Regions from separate parts of the Sus scrofa genome. Here region 2 is linked to region 1. A link is a contact called in public HiChIP or PLAC-seq data. All regions are on one chromosome and are shown on one strand. The core of a region is the stretch at or near the end of the contact, and the rest is flanking DNA. Distances in the headings are between cores, read along the strand shown. Region 1 has its middle 110 kb from the start of INHBA. Region 2 has its middle 29 kb from the start of INHBA.

The links. HiChIP or PLAC-seq counts read pairs in DNA pulled down with a chosen protein or histone mark.
Region 2: a contact with region 1 is called in an H3K27ac HiChIP or PLAC-seq map of alveolar macrophages. The contact joins two enhancer-like sites. A contact is called at or near these places in 1 of 47 Hi-C or Micro-C datasets (embryonic fibroblasts) and 1 of 2 datasets of contacts at active chromatin or transcription factors (alveolar macrophages).

What each region holds. Positions count from the first base shown.
Region 1 is chr18:52,777,973-52,782,682 of Sscrofa11.1, forward strand. No RefSeq gene overlaps it. Among named protein-coding and RNA genes, the nearest start is that of INHBA, 110 kb to the right of the region's middle. Within about 2 kb of position 1,574, at least 3 of the 83 cell types and tissues checked have an H3K27ac peak or open chromatin away from gene starts, as enhancers often do. A contact at or near this core is called in alveolar macrophages, where this site is marked.
Region 2 is chr18:52,858,692-52,863,448 of Sscrofa11.1, forward strand. No RefSeq gene overlaps it. Among named protein-coding and RNA genes, the nearest start is that of INHBA, 29 kb to the right of the region's middle. Within about 2 kb of position 2,695, at least 18 of the 83 cell types and tissues checked have an H3K27ac peak or open chromatin away from gene starts, as enhancers often do. A contact at or near this core is called in alveolar macrophages, where this site is marked.

The DNA of each region.
Region 1 (4,710 bases), core at 324-2,823:
AATCCAACTAGGAACCATGAGGTTGCAGGTTTGATCCCTGGCCTCACTCAGTGGGTTAAGGATCTGGTGTTGCCATGAGCTGTGGTGTAGGTCGAAGATGTGGCTTGGATCCTGCATTGCTATGGCTCTGGCGTAGCAGCTCATATTCGACCCCTAGCCTGGGAACCTCCATATGGCACAGGAGCGGCCCAAGAAAAGGCAAAAAGACAAAAAAAATAAAAATAAAAATAAAGTCGTTACGTAAGATCTATTACATGTCTATTATTTAAGCAGAAATTTCTTGGGGCAAATAAAGTTTCCATCTAGGAGTAATGGAGGGTCGCCTCCCTAAATAACTCTAATGAGATAACGTCAGGTGAATAACAGTCATAACATGAAGTTGTGTTTTGACCACACAACAGGGGTGCTTGTTCAAATACAAGTGAAATCCATTTTGGCAGCAGAATGAAAGACCCATACATAGCAAGGCTTCCCACGTGGAGAGGGCCACCGTGGGGGGACGAGGGAGGTTGGAAAACCTATGGAAGAGGTGGGTGTTGAGCCTCCTGGGTGTCCTTTGGAAGCAGAGGCCTTGAGGGACTGGGGCGTCTCTGGACGTATAGAGGGTCAGCTCAGGAACCAAAAACCAGATTGTTTTCACCCGAAGAAGGACCCAGAGGGAACAGGGGTGATAGGCTCATTCCCATTTTAAATGTTAGCTAAGCCTCAGCTGTCTTCCTGCTCCCCTTTCCAACTCCAGGATGGAGGAGGTCTTGCCAAAATCTGAGTAGAAAACGTCTGACTTCCAAACTGATGTTGCAATTTCACATTTTGTATTTAAATTTTTAAAAATCGTAGTTGATTTACAATGTTCTGTCAATTTCTGCTGTACAGAAAAGTGACCCGGTTATACATATATATTCTTTTTCTCATACTATCTTCCCTCATGTTCTGTCACAAGTGATTGGGTACAGTTCCCTGCACTGTGCAGCGGGACCTCATTTCTTATCCACTCGTAATGCAATAGATGTTGCCATTTCAGTAGCAGTTTTAATGGCTGGTTCTGATAACCCAGGGCACGTCAACGAGGGAATGATGTAGATACAGAGGTACTGTTTCCTGAGTTACCAGGAAAATTAATCCAATTCCTTCCAACCTCACTCTTCCTTCTACCCTCCCTCTGCTCGCAATGGCAGCAGCCAAACTTACTTCCCAGCTTCCTTTCTCACTGCCTAATGTTTCTAGAGAGCTGCCCAATTCTGGATTCTTTCTTTTTTTCTTTTTTTTTTTTTTTTGCTTTTTAGGGCGGCACTCGCAGCATATGGAGGTTCCCAGGCTAGGGGTTGAATCGGAGCTACAGCTGTGGCCTACACCACAGCCACAGCAATGCCAGGTCCCAGCCACGTCTGTGACCTACACTGCAGTTCACGGCAATGCCAGATCCTTAACCCACTGAGGGAGGCCAGGGATTGAACCCGAAACGTCATGGTTCCTCGTCAGATTCTTTTCCTCTGTGACACAACGGGAACTCCCTGACATCTTTTTTAGAATGGTCTTACTTCCTGGCTCTGCTCTCCCCAGAAAACCTTTCCTTCTGACTCAGATTAGAGAGAAAGAAGAAGTAGGGTTTTATGGAGCCAAAAATTGAAGGGAGTTCTGACCTGATACAAGAGAAAAGAGGAAATGACTCTGGCGAAGCTGCTAGGAGTAAGACACTTCGGATTCCATCACACTCTTCCTGACCACGGAAAGGGTTGTAGAATCTTAGCACTTTGAAATGGGGGACCAAGGAGTTCCCGCTCTGGTTCAGGGGAAATGAACTCAACTAGTATCCATGGGGACCTGGGTTTGATCCCTGGCCTCACTCAGTGGATTAAGGATCCGGTGTTGCCATGAGCTGTGGTGTAGGTTGCATATATATATTTGCCCTTAACCTGCTTAATGGTCTCTGAGGTTCCTAGATCTGTGGTTTGGTGTCTACTAGCCTGCTTAGTTTGCTTTAACAAAAGGCAAAAACTGGGTGGACTGAATAACAGAGACTGATTTTCTCATGGTTCTGGAGCTAGAAGGTCAAGATCAAGTTGCGATCAGGCTTGGTTTCCAGTTGGACCTCTACTCCTAGCTTGTAGCTGACTGCTTTCTCTCTTTGTCCTCATCTGGCCTCTTCTCTGTGCGTATGCCACAGAGATAGAGAGGATCTCTCTTGCCTTCCTTCTTCTTCTTAAAAAGACACCAGTCCCGGAGTTCCACTGTGGCGCAGTGGTTAATGCATCTGACTAGGAACCGTGAGGTTTCGGGTTCGATCCTGGACTTGCTCAGCGGGTTAAGGATCCGGCGTTGTCGTGAGCTGTGGTGTAGGTTGCAGACTGTGGCTTTGATCCCGCGTTGCTGTGGCTCTGGTGTAGGCAGGCGGCTCAGCTCCCATTCGACCCCTAGCCTGGGAACCTCCATATGCCGAGGGAGTGGCCCAAGACATGGCAAAAAGACAAAAAAACCCCTCCAAAAAACCAAAAAAACCAAAAAAGACTCCAGTCCCATCAGATTACATCACCATTCTTGACCCCACTTAACATTATTACCTTCTTACAGGCTCTGTTTGCAAAGGCTGTCCTAGGAGGGGTTAGCACTTCAACACATACATTTGGGGGGAACACAGTTCAGTCCATAACAGTGTCTGGCCTTAATCTGATAAATTCTCCGTTATTACTGCAAAGAGGAGCAGAGATAAGAATTCAATCCGTATTCTCCTCAGGAACCGTATAAGCAAAAAGACACCAAACCACAGATTAAAAAAAGAAAGCCTGCTTCCACGTCTCCATCTCTCTACGACAGTGTTCACGTCTCAGGAGACAAAACTCTAGGTTGGTGTGGTTTTTCTCTCGACATGTTAACTATTTTGTCTCCTGAGACATGAACACTGTCATAGAGATGGAGACGTAGATTTTCTTTTTTTCTTCTTTTTTTTCGTCTTTTTGTCATTTTCTTCCACAGCTCCCGCGGCATGTGGAGGTTCCCAGGCTAGGGGTCAAATCAGAGCTGTAGCCACCGGCCTACACCACAGCCACAGCAACAGGGATCCGAGCCACACCACAGCTCATGGCAACGCCAGATCCTGAACCCACTGAGCAAGGCCAGGGATCAAACCCGCAACCTAATGGTTCCTAATCGGATTCGTTAACCACTGAGCCTCGATGGGAACTCCAAGAAGCAGATTTTCTTAGACAAACAAACCTCGAGGGAATTTGTTGTTAGTAGACCTGTCTCATAAGAGATGTAAAAATAAGCTCTTTAGGAAGAGGAAAATGGTACAGGTCAAAAACGGGCCCACATTAGAGGAAGGGCATTAGAAGAGGAATATGAGAAGGTAATTAAACATTTTTATTAAGAAATAAATGTGTATTAATAAATACATATATTTACATATGTTTATATATAAGGGAAATAAATAACAACCACTTTGAACATCTGTCTACTCAGGCTATCATCAAGAAGAACACAAATATCAAATGCTGGCGAAGATGTGGTGAAAAGGAAACCATGGGACACTGTTGGTGGGAGTGTAAATTGGTGCAGCTCCTGTGGAAAGAAGTACGGAAAGCTCCTCCAAAAACTAAAATAGAAAGAGTACATGACCCAGCAATTCCACTCTGGGCTATTTATTAAAAAAACCCAAACACTAATTTGAAAATAGAAATGCACCACCATATTCATAGCAGCATTATTTACAATTGCCGAGATGTGGCAGCAATCCAAGTGTTTATTAACAGACGAATGGACAAAGAAGACGTTCACACATGAGACACACACACACACTCACTCTCTATATATACTGGAATTCGTACTTAGCCATAAAAAAGAATAAAATTTTGCATGGACTTGATGGGTATTATGTAAGTGAAATAAGTCGGACGGAGAAAGAAAAATACTGTATGATATCCTTAAATGTGGAATCTAAAAAAATATAACAAACTAATGAATATTAAAAAAAAAAAAAAAAGCAGACTCGGAGTTCTGGCTGTGGCGCAGTGAGTTAAGAATCTGACTGCTGCAGCTTGGGTTGCTGCGGAGGCGTGGGTTCAATCCCTGACCTGGGAACTTCCATATGTCGTGGATGCAGCCATTAAAAAAAGGAAGCCGACTCACAGACACGGAGAACCAAGCAGTGGTTACTGGTGAGGAGAGGGAGATGGGTGGGAGGGCAATATAGGGGCACAGAATTAAAAGGTGCAAACTAGGAACATAAAATAAGCTCCCAGGGTACATTGCATAACATGGAGAATATAGCCACTATTTTACAATAGCTGTAAAGGGAGTATAGCCTTTAAAAACCACGAATCACTATACTGTGCACCTGCAACTTAAATAATATTGTACAGGAACTATATTTCAATAAGAAACAATCTGGGAGGGAGTGGGATGGGCCAGGAGTTTGGGGTTAGTAGATGCAAATTGTTACATTTGGAATGGATAAGCCATGAAGTCCTACTGCACAGCACAGGAAACTAGGTCCACTCTTGGGATAGAACATGATGGAAGATAGCATGAGAAAAAGAATACATATATATACACACATAGTATGTATATGACTGGGTCACTGCTGTACAGCAGAAATTGACGCAACATTGTAAATCAACTATACCTTAATAAAAAAAATAAAGTAAAAAATAATCTGTCAAGTCAAGGGACTGAAAGAAAACAGAAATATCTGTAGTTTACAGATTGCCCATGTGT
Region 2 (4,757 bases), core at 1,445-3,944, 82 kb after region 1:
CCTTAACCATAGAACCTCCAAATTTAGTTATTTGGCCAAGTAGAATATGCCCTTGCAGCTAGGTCTAGATGTGATTGCACTCAAGCCATTGAATTAAAGTCAAGTTGCAACAGCCTGCATAACTTCCAGTGAATATCCTTCAAGGAAAGGGATGTATCTTTCTGTGTCCTTTCCTTCTTCCTGCTGGCTGGGCAGTGGGTTGGAGGGCAGTCAGTCTTGGGCTCTGGCGCTGGGCTCTGGCGCCTCAGCTAACGATGGCTGAGAATAAAGTAGATAATGCTGGGAATCTGATGTTACAGAAGGCTTTGGTTACCTTTGAGAGAGCAGGTCCTGACTGATGATAGAAAAATAAAACCGAAGTGGGTTGGAGGGAGGAGAGAGTGGTAACGGAAAGTCGAAGCGAGGAATACACTTTACATTTTCAAAAAGCTTCACGGTGGAGCCGGGGAAAGATGGCATGATCGGTGGTGGGAGAGTCTAGGTTGGGAGAGGGGCCTGCCTTTGAGTGGGAGGAAGTAGAACAGTGGAGAATCTGGAATGTTTATAGTCTAAGTCTAAGGAAGAAGTACCTTGGAGAGAGAGAAAAATTGAGCAACAGTAAAAAAAAAAAAAAAAAAAAAAAAAGGAAAGGAGAAAAGAATTCAGGCGTAAAATCCAAAGCAGATAAAGAAGATGCTGATCTCCCATGGCAGAAGGAGAGCTGAGACAGACAAATCAGGAAGAACAGGATACAGGAATTTAAGGTCCAGTCGCCTCACTTTCTTTCTGAAAATTAAGAAGCAAGTTGAGGAGTTCCTGTCATGGCTCAGCGACAGCGAAACTGACTAGTAATCCATGAGGACCCAGGTTCAATCCCTGGCCTCTATCAGTGGGTTAAGTATCAGGCATTGCTGTGAGCTGTGGTGTAGGTCGCAGACATGGCTTGGATCCCTCATTGTTGTGGCTGTGATGTAGACTAGCAGCTACAGCTCCAGCTTGACCCTAGCCTGGGAACTTCCATATGCCATAGGTGCAGCCCTAAAAAAAAAGACAAAAAAAAAAAAAAAAAAGAAGAAGCAAATTGAGTGTTAAGCATAAGGGAAGGAGTCAAGGTTTGAATACTCCTTAAGGGATTAGAAAAATAAGCAAACTGCAGGTAAGAAAGAGCACGGTTGAGCGTACCTGGGGTCTCACCTGAGATTAGCCAAAGGAGTTTATCATCGGTTTATGACTAAAGCAATAAGATTCTCTTCAGCAGAGCTTCTGAACATTAGAAATCAGAGTCAGTTCAAATGAATCATCAGGCTTTTGTAGAATAGATTATTTGCAAGGCTCATACAGCAGACAATCAAAGGGTTGGAGGAAATGAGTGGGTTGAGGACAGCATGGTTGAAATAATAAACCATGAAGTCCAAACAAGTTAGGAAATAAATTGAAATGGGGGGGTGGCTGGAGAGCCTGATTCAGTAGAGAACAGGGAGGGAGTCCAGGCTTGGTGTGTTGACAGTGAGGAGTGTGGGCGTGAAGGCTTTGGGTGGCAGCGGAAAGAAGAAACCTGGTGGTTGGTCCACAGTGGGCATTTAGGAGGTCAGAGGGTAGGAAATGGGGCAACCCAATGAAATTGAAATCACGTGAGATTTTGGAAGGAAAAGGTTAAAGGGGAAAACTGATCCAGGGACTAACTCTGTCTCAGGGGCCAGAGCTGTAAGCCAAAAACGAAGAACATGGAGACATGGAGCCACTGGAAGTAAAAGAGCAGGCCCGCCAGCTAGCAAGATGCTTCTTGTCGGTAGCTTTCAGGAGGTTTTGTAAAGGTACGACCCGCAAGGTAGGCACCCCTAGCTCCATTAAATAAGTCATTTTTAGAAAAAAAAATTAATAACTATCAGGTCATTGTGAACAATATATAGGTTGAGTTCTTGCAGGTGTTATTATTTTCCCAGTAGCAACACCATTTCAGTAGTTAGGACAAAACTCTACCTAGACCTGTGTGCTATTGATTTTTTACTTTTTCCTTGTTCCAGTAGAGGGCACTCAAAGCTCAAAGAAATGCCTACCATCATTTCTACAGCAATGGTTGTTTTATATAATTAAAGCTCATATTTAAATGAAAAAAGAGAAATTCTGATTTAATAAGACTTAATTAGCAGTCAGGCATGTAAACCTCATGAAAATGAAGTGAGATTTTATGAGACTAAATGAGGACCTGCCTCCCCAGACTCATTCCCTTTCCTTTCCGCTCAGCACACACTGAACAGAGAAAGGGAATGCTCTTGTCTGAGAAAGAAGCCAGGCTTTCTACATGCACATCTGCTGCGGACACCCGGCCCTCAGTTCCGTTTTCGTTCCCATACGACTTCTTCGAGAAAGGTTTTTAAAGAATCTGAAGATAAGCTGGTGGGCTCCGGAACAAATCCTCTTCCATAGAAGACATCTGAGAAAGACCTGATTCGAAAGAAGAGACTTGAAGACTTGAGAAACTTCCTGTTGACAATTCTGTACCACACGGCCTGGACGCCCGGAAGACGCAGCTGGCAGCCACTGTCCACAGCCCACGGAGGTTCTTAGGGAAGTTTCTAGAAGACCTTGTGCTTTAGAGAGTTGTGAAAACGCAAGTGTTGTTAGTTCTTGAGAGGGACTTCCTTCCAAGCAGAAGATGAACTGTGTGTGGCTCTGGTTGCCAATTTGGCAGAATCACAGTGGAAGATGTGAACAGTGGTAAGAGAGCTGTCAGCACGTCAGCAGAGTCTCCTGAAGGAGTTAGGCCCTGGGGTCAGATGATTCTCCAGCTCTCATCTTTGCCACAAAGGGGCTGCCATGATCCAAACACAGCGGCTTCTCCAAACACAGAGGATCTGTCGGTTTGGCTCTACAGCTTATGTGGGAGCGAGGGTGATTTGCAGGAGGTAAAGGAGGATCCCTCTCAGCATCCTGCTATCGGTAGTGATCTCTCAGCATAAATCAGCTTCTCAGGCAGAGCTCAGGCTGCTAAAGAGAAGGGAGGGTTCTCTCCAAAAACAGAGTCTTTTTGGCAGAGATGGTGGACCTGGCATTGTAAAGAACGGGTTATGAGTTGATGAATTATTTATAACGGATTTTTTTAAAGCACTTGTTGCTAGACTCTGACGCTTTCCTATCTAAACACCTCCTCTTCTCTGCCTCCACCCTCACCAGATCCCCCTGTCCTGGGTCCTGTCTCCTCCGGAGTACCTTGGGCTGGGCTGCTTCATTGTATTACAAACAAGTTAATCCCCTTATGCTCAGGATGCAAATGCGATGGAGCCAAGGTCTGGGAAGCTATGCAAAACAATCTCTTAAGAAGCCTTTTCCCTTTTCCCTAATGCCAGGACAGTACAAGATGGCAGATTTAGAATTTAAGACTCGGAGGGTGCGCAAACATCAATCATGAAAATCAAACAACGGTCCAATCATGGGGTAAAATATAGACTCTGTATTTATGGCTTGGTTGTAACCGCTGGGCATGTCCAGCCTCACCATATATTGTTGACAGATCCGGTGGCAGTTCTCGTGTCGTTTATTCCTTTTCTCAATTTTCTGGCATTGGCTCGATCTATAGTCGTGGGCAGTAAATTACAGGGGTGAGCCTGGTTTCTAACCCTCTGGCTAGAGAGTTCCCATTACCTGGCTAGGCAAGCTAAATATTTCATTTTAAGAGGCATCAAAATCATAACAAGAAGATCATTTGAATGAAATTAAATGCCAGTGGACTAGACTAACCAGCACCTCCGCGTGCGACAGTGTATGATAGAGTGGAGAAAACAAAGTCCCGACAGCAAACTGGCTTCTCTGACCGAGGTGAGCTACGCCTTCTCTGTGAGTCCAGTTACTCTTTCTCCAACAACCCAACAGTCTCAAGACTCTGTGCCTCTCAAGATGATTTCTTCTTCTTCTTCTTCTTTTTAATCACTTAGGACATATGCAGCTGCAAGTGACAGAAGACCTAGCTGAAAGTGACAACAACTAAAGTCACCTATGATCTTAACTCACAGGAAGTCTGAGCCCTGGGTGTTCCCAGAGAAGTTCACTCGGGAGCTCAGTGGCATCAGCTGTCCTGCGATAAGTTTGGCTTTTTCTTATTCAAGGTCACAAGTTCACTGTACCCAGTATCACATCCTCAGAGAGTGACATTCAGAGACAGGAAAATGGATATTTTTTTGTATGTCCGTTTTCTTAAGGGTGAAGAAAATTTTCCCAAAGCTCCAGATTTTACTCACTGGCCTGAATTGTGCACTGAGTCCATCCACTGGCATATCAACAGTCTATGAGATGGAATGAGCACAGGCAGCCGGAATCAATAAGCACTGGCCCCCCCTGTGGCAGAAGGAAGTCTCAGCCTACCTTGGAATAGAAGGTGGGCACGAAGAGATGACTGGATTAAGGAGAGGGGTACAGCTGCACAATGGAATACTATTCAGCGATAAAAAAGAATCAAATAATGTCATTTGCAGCACCAAGGATGTCGCTAGAGATTATCATACTGAGTGAAGCAAGTCAGAAAGAGAAAGACAAATGCCATATGGTATCACTATGTGGAATCTCAAATATGGCACAAATGAACCTATCTGCAAAACAGAAACAGACTCGCAAGACAGAGAGAACTGCCTTGTGGTTGCCAAGGGGGAGGGGGGAGGGATTATGATGGATGGGGAGTTTGAGGTTGGCAGATGCAAACCATTCCATTTAGAATGGATAAGCAACGAGGTCTTACTGCACAGCACAGGATCTACATCCAGTCCCTGGGGATAGACCAGGATGGA